2 separate regions of the Sus scrofa genome follow, and region 1 is linked to region 2. Evidence: chromatin contacts called from public HiChIP or PLAC-seq data. All regions are on one chromosome and are shown on one strand. The core of a region is the stretch at or near the end of the contact, and the rest is flanking DNA. Distances in the headings are between cores, read along the strand shown.

Evidence for each region. HiChIP or PLAC-seq counts read pairs in DNA pulled down with a chosen protein or histone mark.
Region 1: an H3K27ac HiChIP or PLAC-seq map of alveolar macrophages shows a contact between it and region 2. The contact joins two enhancer-like sites. A contact is called at or near these places in 1 of 47 Hi-C or Micro-C datasets (embryonic fibroblasts) and 2 of 2 datasets of contacts at active chromatin or transcription factors (alveolar macrophages and skeletal muscle).

What each region holds. Positions count from the first base shown.
Region 1 is chr11:19,181,349-19,187,640 of Sscrofa11.1, reverse strand. It overlaps RCBTB2 (RCC1 and BTB domain-containing protein 2), which reads right to left. Exons shown (of 18, transcript XM_021065333.1): 18 at 5,153-6,292. It also overlaps a transcript of RB1 not described here. Among named protein-coding and RNA genes, the nearest start is that of LPAR6, 32 kb to the left of the region's middle. Within about 2 kb of position 3,375, at least 13 of the 83 cell types and tissues checked have an H3K27ac peak or open chromatin away from gene starts, as enhancers often do. A contact at or near this core is called in alveolar macrophages, where this site is marked.
Region 2 is chr11:19,092,455-19,099,149 of Sscrofa11.1, reverse strand. The region is part of intron 1 of RCBTB2 (RCC1 and BTB domain-containing protein 2); the gene reads right to left. Among named protein-coding and RNA genes, the nearest start is that of RCBTB2, 14 kb to the right of the region's middle. Within about 2 kb of position 4,244, at least 1 of the 83 cell types and tissues checked has an H3K27ac peak or open chromatin away from gene starts, as enhancers often do. A contact at or near this core is called in alveolar macrophages, where this site is marked.

The DNA of each region.
Region 1 (6,292 bases), core at 2,126-4,625, 89 kb before region 2:
GGTCCTGAAGAATCAAGATACAAAATAGTTTTATTCCACAGACTGTTGACTATGGGAGCCTTAATTTTTCTTTCTTAAAGAGTTACCTGATTGCATCTCAGCAGTTATTCTGCCCTCCTAAATTTGGGAAGAGGGTGTGTTTTCTCTGGAATGGTACATGTCTTCCATGTATCTTTTGAACTGGCAGTTTTTGTTTTTTTTTTAAATTCAACATGGTCTTACACTGGCACGTTCAAAGCCACATTATTCCTAGTCCAAAGTTGCAGGTAATCAAATGTCTTTGAGTTAAACATTTAATGTTCCTGATTTTGTGCAAAAAATTAAAACAGCTACATTAGAAAAAGAGGCGCTTCCCCCCGACACCTAAAGGTGTATTTAAACTATCTTGTGTGATTAACTTATTTAGAGATGGTATAATTTAAAATAGGTAGTATTTAAGGTAGCATTTACTAGCTTTTAGGAAAATCACTTTGTCTAAACTCAGAGGTCTTTTAAAAAAGAAATCTGATCTTATTTGTTAGAAAACAAAATTTTATTTTGTGCTGACTTAAGTTGCAAACTTATTTTTTGACAGTTATCTTGATAACAAAGGCACTAGAAAGCTTTGTCTCATTTCCTCATTCATTTTTGCATGAATATCATATACATCAGTTTGCTTTTATGTCCAGGGCTTACCACATTTCTAGGTCTTTTGCTAATAAGTTCATGTTAGACTTAGTGTCAGAATTTTAGGAACTTCAAAGATCGTGTATTGAGATTTCTTAAATAAAGCTTCAGATATTGCTTTATTGCTTTTTGTATTCGTTAAAACTGTACATTTAAAATTGCTATGTTATTTTCTACAATAGTTTGTCTATTTTTAAATAAATTAGCCAAGAGTCTTAATAGCCTGATGTGGTCTCTGTATTACGTGCACTAACATTCTCTCCATTTTAAAAATTATTTTTATTTTGGTGGTGCCCGCAGCACGCCTGAGTTCCCAGGCCAGGGATCCAACCAGCGCAATAGCGGTGATCCCAGCCACTGCAGTGACAGTGCCGGGTCCTTAACCTGCAGCGCCACCAGGGAACACCAGCATTCTCTTCTAAATCTCAGTTCTCTCCTAGCATTTCATCTATTCTTAGCCTTGAATGGGCTTTATATACCGATGACTCCCAAATTTATTTCTCCTGCTCTGACCTCACAACTCTCATAGCTAATAGAAGTCTTGATTTCTACCCTTCTGCTTGCCCAACTTCTCAAAATATAAACCAGAATCAAACAAGCAAAAATACCTTGTTTCTATACTAATCTTCCCCCATTTTACTCAACACTTAGTTGAAAAATCTAGAGTCATCTATTAGAGCTTGTCTGGACGGCTGTAAAGACTTCTAACAGGTCTCAGAGTTCCTGTCATGGTGCAGCAGAAACGAAGCCGACTAGAAACCATGAGGTCACGGGTTCGATCCCTGGCCTCGATCAGTGGGTTAAGGATCCAGCATTGCTGTGAGCTGTGGTGTGGGTCACAGACACGGCTCAGATCCCGAGTGGTAGGCCCGGGGACTGCAGCTCCGATTCGATCCCTAGCCTGGGAACCTCCATGTGGCTTAGGTGCAGCCCTAAAAGACAAAGACTTCTAACAGGTCTCCACTTGCCTCTTTGCCCCTTACCTTTGCTCTCCTTCAGGGGTGAGGATGAGCCCTTTAAAAGGTAAATTGGGGAGTTCTGTCGTGGCGCAGTGGTTAACGAATCCGACTAGGAACCATGAGGTTGCGGGTTCGGTCCCTGCCCTTGCTCAGTGGGTTAAGGATCCGGCATTGCCGTGAGCTGTGGTGTAGGTTGCAGACGCGGCTCGGATCCCATGTTGCTGTGGCTCTGGTGTAGACCGGTGGCTACAGCTCCGATTCAACCCCTAGCCTGGGAACCTCCATATGCCGCGGGAGCGGCCCAAGAAATAGCAACAACAACAACAACAGCAAAAGACAAAAGACAAAAAAAAAAAAATGTAAATTGGTTGGAAGTAGTCACACTCCCCATCTGGCCGGGGCAGAGGCCCCTACCTTCTCAGTCCCATCTCCCTGCTGGCTTTTTTTCCTTAGGACGCCAAGCCCATCCTTACCTCAGGCTTAGTGTTTGCTTTTCCTTCTGTCTCAAAGGCTCTTCCCCCAGAAATCTGCATAGCTGGTTTCTTATCTTTCAGGGCTCAGCCCAGAGGCCTATCTTGACACCCAAGCTAAAGTCCTTACTTACTCTGTACTGTGCCACTCTCCTTCCAAAGTGTAACAGCATTTGTCACCATGAGAAACTGCCTTACCTGGCTTGCCTACTGCTTGGTCACCCATCCCGGCATCATCCTGGCTGGTTTTACCTACAACTGTAGCTCTAATATCTAGAAGCCCATATGTAGGGAGGAAAAAAAAAACAAGGTGGGGGGGGGGTTCCATAAGTTTTCCAATTAGGTGGAAACAAACAATATTCTCTTCCTCTTCAAAAATGTCATGTACTGAATGCATTCCATATTTCAGGCCAGTTTTCTCAATGCAGCTGATACAACAATGAATACATAAAACTAGGATCCCCCTCTCTGTGGAACTTAACGTTCTAATTCTAGCTTCAGGGAAAGAGACAGAATGCATCCATCAATGAGGACTTCCCAGTACTCGGACTGCACTAGGTTCTGGGGGGAAGGACACAGCAGGGAGGAGGGGGTGTTGGCAGGGAAAGGCTTGACCGGATGTTTGAACAAGGTCCTGCAGGCGGGGTGGGAGTGAGCAACTAAATAAAACTCAGCAGGTTATGGTCTAGAATGACTGGCAGTTTCTTCCGGTCTCAGATAAAGGACAAATTAACCTCTGCTTTGTATAGTTGACTTACCATGTGGTGCTGCTCATTTCTGCTACACGCAGAGTGACTCAGCTACACATGCATATACATTCGTTTTCATATTCCTTTCCATTATGGTTCATCACAGGGTACTGAATATAGTTCCCTGTGCTACACAGTAGGACCTTGTGCATATGAAAGTTCCCAGGCCAGGGACTGAATGAATCCAAGCTGGGTCAGCAGTGCTGGGTCCTTCAAGCCACTGTACTGGGCTGACTGAGCTGCGCCTCCCCAGCAACCCAAGCCACTGCAGCCAGATTCTCAACCCACTGCGCCACAGCGGGAACGCCAAACCTTTACCTTTTAAAGAGCAGAGAATGGTAGGTACCTTCACAAGCTTTTATCAGCAGATGAGGATGCTTCTTTTTCTTTATTCCTGTAAAATCTAAACCTTTGTGTAAGTTAGGGTGAAATTATATTGGAAGCACTGAAAACACAGAACTTCTTGAATAAGCAGAGAGGAAACAAAACTTAAGAATGGAAAATGTAGGATGAACTTACGGATCAGCCGCTTTCTGATGTAGTCATTGTGAAACTGGACTTCCCTCTCACATATCCCAAACGGAACAGCAGTGTCTGCGCTCTCCAAACCCTCGTCTGTTAAAAAGGAATGAAGGAAATCCAGTGCATTATCCTTTACACAGGAGCACTGATGGCCAGCCCATCTTCAAAGACGAGAGAAAGCGTCTTTTTCCAGAGATGTAACCACAGGACTTATCTGTCATCTCCAACTGGTCTAAAATCAGGCCGCCCTTATTGTTTGGCATCCCGGGTTTTAAAGGCTATAAACCAGTGATTCCCATCCTTGGCTGAATATCAAAATTGCCTGTGGAGCTCCTTAAACATGCTGAGTTAGAATCTTTGAATCTATACATTGCCAAAGTTTCACAGATGATTCTATTGTGCCCAGAGATGAGCAGCACTGAGCTGCAGAACAGTGCAACCTACACATGACAAAGCTGAGAGGAAAGCTCCATCCACCCTTCCCACCAGCACGCGTTCTGGCAGTGCGGTGACCCGCCGTGCAGTTTCGTGAGGGATGATCCGTTTTTTATTCCTAAAAAACTTACCTGTTCCCTTTGAGTTTTCCAGTTTTTACATTAAATGAGTTCATAAAAGAAAAAAGGCACTGAGGAACTTCAGAAGACCCTGTCTGAGAAGGGTGGGAAGGAGGAAGAGACGGTCTGGGGAGACACTGGCGGCTGTGAAGGCTTTGCTCGGTGACAGCAAGCTTGGGGGTGAGGAGCAAGAGTCAGGAGTGAAGCCTGTGGGTGTCTGGCTGTGAGAACCGATGGCAACTTCAAAGACCCAGGTCTCAATGTTTCTTTGCTGGACAGAATGGCAGGTCAACCAAAAAATGAAAACAAATGGTGTAAGGCAGTTTTAAAATAACAAACACTGTATTATTCCAAAACGGGATTCTGATTTAGAACCAGAGGCATCCAGGGAGTTCCTGCTGCGGCTCAGCGGTTACAAACCTGACTGGTATCCATGAGGATGTGGGTTTGATCCCTGGCCTCACTCAGTGGGTTAAGCGTCCAGCGTTGCTGTGAGCTGTGGTGTGTAGGTCACAAACGTGGCTTGGATCTGGCGTTGCCGTGGCTGTGATGCAGGCCGGCAGTTGCGGCTCTGATTCCGACCCCTCACCTGGGAACCTCCATATGCCGCAGGTGCAGCCCTAAAAAGACAAAAAAACAAAACCAAAAACAAACAAACAAAAAAACCCCAAAACCAAAACTAGAGGCATCCAGACCACTTTGTCTCTACCAGACAAGATCTGCAAAAATGGATGAACAGAAACTAGGATCCCAAAGTGACCTCACCATTAAAGAACAGTCACAGACAAGCATATGAAGAGTAAGTAAGTTATTTAGAAGTCGTTTATAAAGTTTTAGGATGGGCTTTGCTATGATGCCTCATCTGAGTAACTGCTTTAAAAAAGAAGCTTTTATGGAGTTCCTGCCGTGGCTCAGCGGAAACGAATCTGACTAGTATCCATGACGCATGGAGTGGGTTAATGACCCGGCGGTGCCCTGAGCTGTGGTGCAGGTCACAGATGCAGCTTGGATCCAGCGTTGCTGTGGCCATGGTATAGGCCGGCAGCTGCAGCTCTGATTCGAATCCCAGCCTGGGAACCTCCACATGCTGCATGTGTGGCCCTAAAAAGACATACATACATATGTAAATAAGCAAGCAAGCAAGCTTGTAGCAAAGGATCTGTGTAAATCTAAGGGACACAGGGGTTGACAGAATCTTGCTGCTTCTGAAGAATTAATAATGCACACATTTGTTCTATTATCAGCAAATAAGCACTTTATTATCAAACAGTTTGGTGTCAAAACAAATTTTCTAATTTTAAAAGCGTTTTATTTACATGGTATCATACTGTGCAATACACAATAGGAGACACTGAGCTGCCTCCCACATCCTGTTCCAGTTTCTCATTAGCAGTTGGGTAACTTGATCTAAAAAGCACACATTTAGCTCATTCTTAACCAGTGCTGCCCATGAAATGTAAATATTAGTTCCTTTTCAGCTAGTACTTTATAATTACACTATGCCAAGTTAAGAGATCTATTTTATAGTCACACAAAAGTCAACCACAAGAAAAACACAAAATCATTTTTACTTATAGAGGGAAATCTCAACACAAAAGACATGTAATTATGTAAGGCAGATGAACCCAGAAATAACATTCATTCTAAGACAGTACTTCATATTCAATAATCCCTTATGAGAAATTAATGACTCAGAGCAGAGAACTGAAATGAGCCCTTGGGTCTTGAACAATTTAATTGGCAAGGCCTTTTGTGAATTCTAATTAATGCTCCAAATTAGCCACTATTTCTCAGAATGATTTACCAGAAGTGTTTGAGTCTCCGTTTTTTTTTGTTTTTTTGTCTTTTTGCCATTTCTGGGCTGCTCCTGCAGCATATGGAGGTTCCTAGGCTAGGGGTCAAATCAGAGCTGTAGCCACTAGCCTATGCCAGAGCCACAGCAACCTACACCACAGCTCACGGTTGTGTCTGCAACCTACACCACACCTCACGGCAACGCCAGATCCTTAACCCACTGAGCAAGGCCAGGGATCGAACCCGCAACCTCATGGTTCCTAGTCAGATTCATTAACCACTGCACCACAACGGGAACGCCGAGTCTCAGTTGTTTAAAATGTCTTGTGGAACTTATTCCTTCATCCTGTGTCCCACAAGTAAAGCTGTTCGCAGGGCGTGCTCAAGATTTATAGTAAGGTGAGTGCCTACTATATGCAAGGCACTGAGCTGGATGCTGCAAGTGTGGTACGAGAGCATTCCCCATCGAGCATCAAGCTCTTGTGCGGCATCAGCCTGCTGACTGTAGGAATTGGGCCAGAACCCATGTACCAAACACCTCCGACTCGGCAACTTGAAAGAGGAAATGGTAGATTAAG
Region 2 (6,695 bases), core at 2,995-5,494:
TGTAATTATTGATATAATCTGTATCCTCTATCAAGTAATCACCACTAAGACTCTATTTACCATCCATCACCGTGCAGTGCACCTCCTTCACCCATTTCCTAATGCTTTTTTTTTTTTTTGGTCTTTTTGCCATTTCTAGGGTCGCTCCCGTGGCATATGGAGGTTCCCAGGCTAGGGGTCCAAGAGGAGCTGTAGCTGCCAGCCTACGCCAGAGCCATAGCAACGTTGGATCCTAGCTGCATCTGCAACCCACACCACAGCTCACAGCAATGCCGGATCCTTAACGCACTGAGCAAGGCCAGGGATCGAACCCGCAACCTCATGGTTCCTAGTTGGATTCGTTAACCACTGAGCCACAACGGGAACTCCCCTAATGCTTTTTGTACACTGAAATAAAATTGCTCATGTACTGTGTGGGGTAGGTCTACCTTTAGGGTTCCTAACGATAAAATGAGGAGAGAGGTCTGTAGAAAAGTTCTGGCTCTGTTCCCTAAACGTACCCAGACCATGTCCTGAATACTGATCCAATTCTCATCACCCAAATAGCTACCCATCCTATTCCTAGAGGATTTCCAAGCACCACACAGAAGGAGGAAATGAAGAGTAAAGCTTTAGGCAAATGCGGAATCAGTTATTAGTCAGTGGTTTACAGCAAGGCTGCAAAACAAGCAGGAAATACATCATCAAGAAATGAGGAGTCTGTGCTGGGATGCTGGGGCTGGGCTCCATAACCTTTGAAACTTTTTTCTCACCTCAACCCTCTTCTAACTCCAATCTCTCTCCACAGGATTTGACAGAGCTTTTTCCTGCTCGTCTCTCTCAGAAGGAGCTCTTCCCTGGCTCCGCTCTGGACTTCAGTGTCCTTTTTGTCTTTTACCAACCCTTGCTTTTGACGGCAGGGCAGTGCTGCCTCTTATCTCTTATGAATGAGCACTTCCGCCTACTACTGTCATCAGAATGACAGGCCCTAGTTTAACCAGTCTTCCCGGTTCCTGGGACTTCAAATCCTCTTTCTCTTTCTTTTCCCGAGTGGGGCCACTCACAGTAGCTCATGGCTCAGATATGTCTCCCATGCCTCCCTAAAACTCAGAGAAATCCCTGCCCCAGACAGACAATCCTGGGAAGCCTACTGGATTCTCTATTTTGTATTCAGGGCTTGGGACTTGAGGATAATTATTCTGAGGCCTGGGCTACTCTTTGCAGCCCTCATCAGAGGATACGGGTCGATGTTTGCCTGACCCCACACTTCCCAGCTGGAGGTTTGTTTCTTGGCGATCATGTCAGGAAGCCCATACCGCTGAGCTGTGGGGCTCACTTCTGTTCACACACAGAGCATGCAAGCTCTTGCCAAAACTGTTTTAAACACCACATTGATGTCTAACTATTGTCTCAGCACATCTCCTTTGCTCTGAGCTGATTTGACTTTAAATGTAAATTAGTGATAAGACATGAACATGGAAAATGATCCGACATGTGGAGCCGTGGCAACAAGGAGAACAGGCACTAACCTTTATGGAGTCCCTACAAGTGTAGCACAATTAATCACAACACAATGATGATATTTACTGTATGCATACTATGTGTAAGGACTGTGCTAAGCCCTCACATGTGACCTAATTTAATCCTCACTACAACCCTATGAAATAAGTACTGTACTGTTGTCCTCATTTTATGAAAGAGAAACAAAAGCTTAAAGAGGTTAAGTAGCTTGTTCAAGATGAACTGGGCTTCAAGTCAAGTTCTGTTTAAAATCTAACATCTGACTCATTCTCTCACTCAACTTTTTTTTTTAATTAGAATTCTCATACGTTTGTCTGTTTTATTGCTCTTTTCAAAGAATTAGTTTTGGTGGTCTATTTTTCCTCCCTATTTATTTTTATTATTATTTTCTGCTTTTATCTTTTTTTTTTGTCCTTTTGCCTTTTCTAGGGCTGCTCCCACGGCATATGGAGGTTCCCAGGCTAGGGGTCTAATTGGAGCTGTAGCCGCTGGCCTATGCCAGAGCCACAGCAATGCCAGATCCGAGCTGCATCTGCACAGCTCACGGCAACGCCAGATCCTTAACCCCCTGAGCAAGGCCAGGGACTGAACCCGCAACTTCATGGTTCTTCGTCGGATTCATTAACCACTGAGCCACGATGGGAACTCCTGCACATATATTTAAAGCACACAATTTGAATCTGGTGCTGCCAGCGAGTGCCTTCCCAGCTGCACAGAGGAAGCCTGTTTTTAGTGGAAAGCAAAAGAGAGAGACCAACAGACAGAGGGAAGCAGAGGCAGACAGAGAATGAAAGAGAGGGAGGTAAGGTTGGGGTTGGAGAAACAAGAGAGATGAAAGTGAGAGAGAAAATAATATTAGTGATTATACCTAAATCCAAATCCATCCCTGACTTCCCAGTTTTATAGGCCCACATGCTTTCTCTTCCATATTCCTGTCTCTCTCTTCCTGAAGTTAGTCTTGGGTTTCTGAACTTGCAAGAGACAGAATACAAACTGTCACCTCTCATTGCTTCTCTTTCAGAATCTACTCATACAAACCCTTAGTGAACAATGTAGAGTTTTCTGAATGTTTCAAAGAAAAAAAAGAGGAGGTTGATGAGGTATATCCACTGCACGCAGCCAGCAAACCCCAGTGGGGGCTTCTCGTCTCTGTTCCCATCCTGATGGAGGTGGTTCCTTCTGATTCTTTTACCTCGCAGCCTTCAGCCCCTTTGGTTGCTTCTGTTACGCAGAGCAATCTCGCTACCATCTTTAATCCAAGCATCTCTTTGAAGCTCTGATGTCTATTCTAGGTAGTTTTTCTTTAAAACTAATACCAAAGTATCCATTTTATTTTACATATTACCAGATCTCAAGCCTCTAATCCTTAAGGCTTAACTTTCTAGTCAAGTGAAATGAAGTCTGCAATTCACACCTCCTATGCCCAAGGCGAGCCACCAGCCACCAGCTGCCATAGGAGCAATGAAAGTGTTCACACACTTGTAAGTGAAGAGAGAGGGGTCAGAGACAAAGACACTTGGCCATTCCTTAGACCGAGCCTTTATCAGTTTACCGATTCAGCTGCATGGAAGGGTGAAATGGAGCACAACAGCCAAGAAAGGGCTACATCCATGCATTCACACCTTTTACTCTGCAGGGGTTCTGCCCAAGATTAAACACAACCCAGTCAATGTTTGGGAGTCAAGTTAGTATTCCCCCATTTGGAGGAGAAGAGGGGGAGGAAGGCAGTGTGGCAGAAGCTACTGGTTGTTGCCACAACATCAGTTCTTTTCTTCTCAGTAATAGACACCCCCACATTTAGATGGGTGTGAAGCACCTAGAATAGAAGCTACATTTACCAGCTGGCGTTGAAGCTAGATGCAGCATATGGCTAAGCTCTGGACAATGAGATGTAAGCATAAGATGGTGTGTGCAACTTCGGGAACGTGTCCTTAGAGGTGGAGGATATATCTTCTCTTCCACTTTTCCTCCTTCTCATTGGCCGGCATGTGGATGTGATGGCAGGATCTAGGGCAGCCTCTTGGACCACAAGATGGACGTCCCATTTGGAGGACGGCAGAGCAACAGATTAGAAGGAGACTGGGTGTCTGACAACTGGAGAGTTGCCAGCTTCTGTCTTCTTACAAACCATCTGCACATTGTAGCTGAACCTATTTTAACTGATGCCAGAGGAGATATCACCCCCTCTATTGAAATCATAGCAAGAAGGCCTTGAACTCTATGCTGAGCAGTTTAGATTTGGGGGTTATATATAATGGGGAACAAGTAATGGATTTTAGATTTGCAAACAAATAAAATTCGTTCACATTGGTGGCACTATTGTATTTTCCCTTAACGTCACTAAGGACTAGAGCACAACTTTTTAAAATTTCATGCATGGGTCACTAACCACATGAACAAAGAAAAGAAGAGGAACAACAGAGTAAGTTTGTCAATCTTAATTTTCACTTAAAACAATTTAGTATTCTAGGAAGTACATAGGACTTCCGAGAAAGGAGTGGAGAATGTTGAAATAAAATTTTTCAGTTGATACCATCTCTCTTTTTCTAGCTCTGGAGATTTTTTTTTCTTTTGCCTTCTGCATAAAATTATTTACTGTCTTCTCTTTGGATTAACAGCCAGTAATGGATCACCAAGAAAATCAGAAATAAACTGAAATCAAAGGAACTATAATGGTACAGTGGATATTTTAAATTTTGGGCTGCCCGGGGTCTATTTTCTTATGTAAAGCACTGTGGTTTCCCTTTTGGGGAACTGCTACTTTCAGTATGAGCAGAAAATCATATGATTGTCAACAAATTCTTTTGTTATCTTCAGAAAGACCTCAATTTTTTAGAAAACTTTCTAGTTATTGTTGCGAATAGATATTCTATCTTAAGGAAGTTGATGTTTACTTGAATGTGCTTGCAGTTATATCATACATCCTATAGCATGGCCTTTTCACTTAATATTTTGTTTTTGAGATTTACCCATGGCGAATCATCTCGATCTAGCTCACCTGGCTCCTATATAATACGGAGTTTTATAAATTTATTAAGTTGAACCATATCGAAATGGTTGAATCGCAGCAATTTCATATGGTTCCTATGGATCATATCACAATGATCTATTTTCCAATTGATGAACATTTAAGTTATTTTCAATATTTCATTATTGCAAGCACTGATGTGATGAAAACCCATTTACACATCTCCTAAGTACTGTGCAAAATTTTCTCTAGGTTATACACTGAAAATTAGAATTGCTGGATTTTAGGGCATGTGTAACTTCCGTTTTATCAGACAGTGCCCAGTTATTTCTCAAATCATTTGTTTGTATCAGTTTCCACTTGCCAACGCTGTACAAGAATTTCCTCATCCAGACCAACACGTGGTATCAGAAATCTTGCCAATCTGATGGGTCTGAAAAGATATACCCTTGTTTTAATTTGCATTGCCTTGATTACTGATCAGTTTGAACATCTTTTTGTACTCATATTCATGCATTTTTTGAACATACTCTTTATATCATTCCCAGTTAGCTAATGGTTATTTGACTTTTCCTCCCATTTTGTAGAAGTTTTTCATATAGTTTGACTATTGCATTATGGTTAGACGTGTTGTATCTTCTCTGAAGCACTGGCTTGTCTTTCAGAATCTTTTGTTTCGAAGAGGTTTTAAATTAGAAAATATTCAAATTTGACTGTATTTCCTTTATGACCTGTGATTTTCGAGTCTTGTATGGGAATTCATTCTACCCTGTGGTCACAAAGACATTATTCCACATTATCTCCTATAAATTTTCAAGGGTTAGTTTTCACATTTGAGTCTTTAATTCATCTGGAATTGAGCATGCATATGGTACAAGATGAAGGTCTAACCTTTTCCCTATGATAACATTCTGTTTCTGCATCATTTATTGAATAGCAATCTTGTCTACACAGAGTTGCGATGACATTTCCGTTATCTTCTAAATGTCCACACTTGCCAAGCTTCTTTTCTGTACTTCTTTTCCTGGTTAATTGGTCTCTTTTTTTTTTTTTTTTTTTTTTTTTTTTTGCCTTTGTCAATGCCACATTGTTTTACTTTCTATAGCTTTATAGTAAGTATTGATATCTGAAAAGGTAATCTTTCTATACTCTTTTTCTTCTTATGGTTTTCCATCAAAAAAATTGTCAGCTGTTCTTGACCCTTTATTATTTGCTTGAAGTTTATGCTCAGCCTGTCAAAGCCCAGAACAAAGCATGAATGTGTAGATTAGGGGGAAGAATTGACCTCTTTATGACACTGAGTCTTCCCAGCCATGAGCATAGTCTAACTCTCCATTTATTTAGGTCTTTTTCTTTAGGCCTCAGATAGGTGTGTGGAAGTTCCTCGGTCAGGGATCAAACCCATGTCACAGCAGTGACCTGAGCCACAGTAGTGACCCAAGCCAGAGCAGTGGCAACACCAGATCTTTAACCACGAGGACACCAGGGAACTCCTGGGTGTTCTTCTATGTTACTAAGTAATACATTGTAATATTTTTCATAAGTATTTTCATTATCTTCCATGTTAGTTGTATTCCTAGGTTACTTTTGTAAATGGAAAAAAATTTTCATTTTAATTGGTTGTTGCTTGTGTACTGGGAGGCCACTGAATTTTTTATTTTGCTCTAGTAACACACCATCTTGCTGGACTCTTTTATAAGCTTGAATAGTTTGTGGAGTCTCTTGAATGTTGTTTGGACAATCCAATTCTCTGGAAATCATGTTTTTTCCCTTCTATTTCATTTATTTTTCCTACTTTTAGCTCTGGCTAAGACCTCTAGAACTGAGTTGGATAGAATCGGTAATTGTGGCATCCTTGTCATGTTCCTGACTAAACAGAATGTTTATGTTTCCCTGAGTATGATATTTGTGGTATATTTTTGATAAATATCAATTATCAGCTGAAAAATGCCTCTGGGTATCATGCTCTTGGGCGGGGCTGTCTTTAACCATTGGGATGTGGCAGAGTGATGCTATGTTAGGTCTATTTTTTTTGTCTTTTGTCTTTTTAGGGTTGTACCTGAGGCATATAGAGGTTCTCTGGCTAGGGATCTAATCGGAGCTGTTACTGCCAGCCTATGCCAGAGCCACAGCAATGCCAGATCTACCCCACAGCTCACGGCAACACCAGTTCCTTAACCCACTGAGCAAGGCCAGGGATCGAACCGCAACCTCGAGGTTCCTAGTC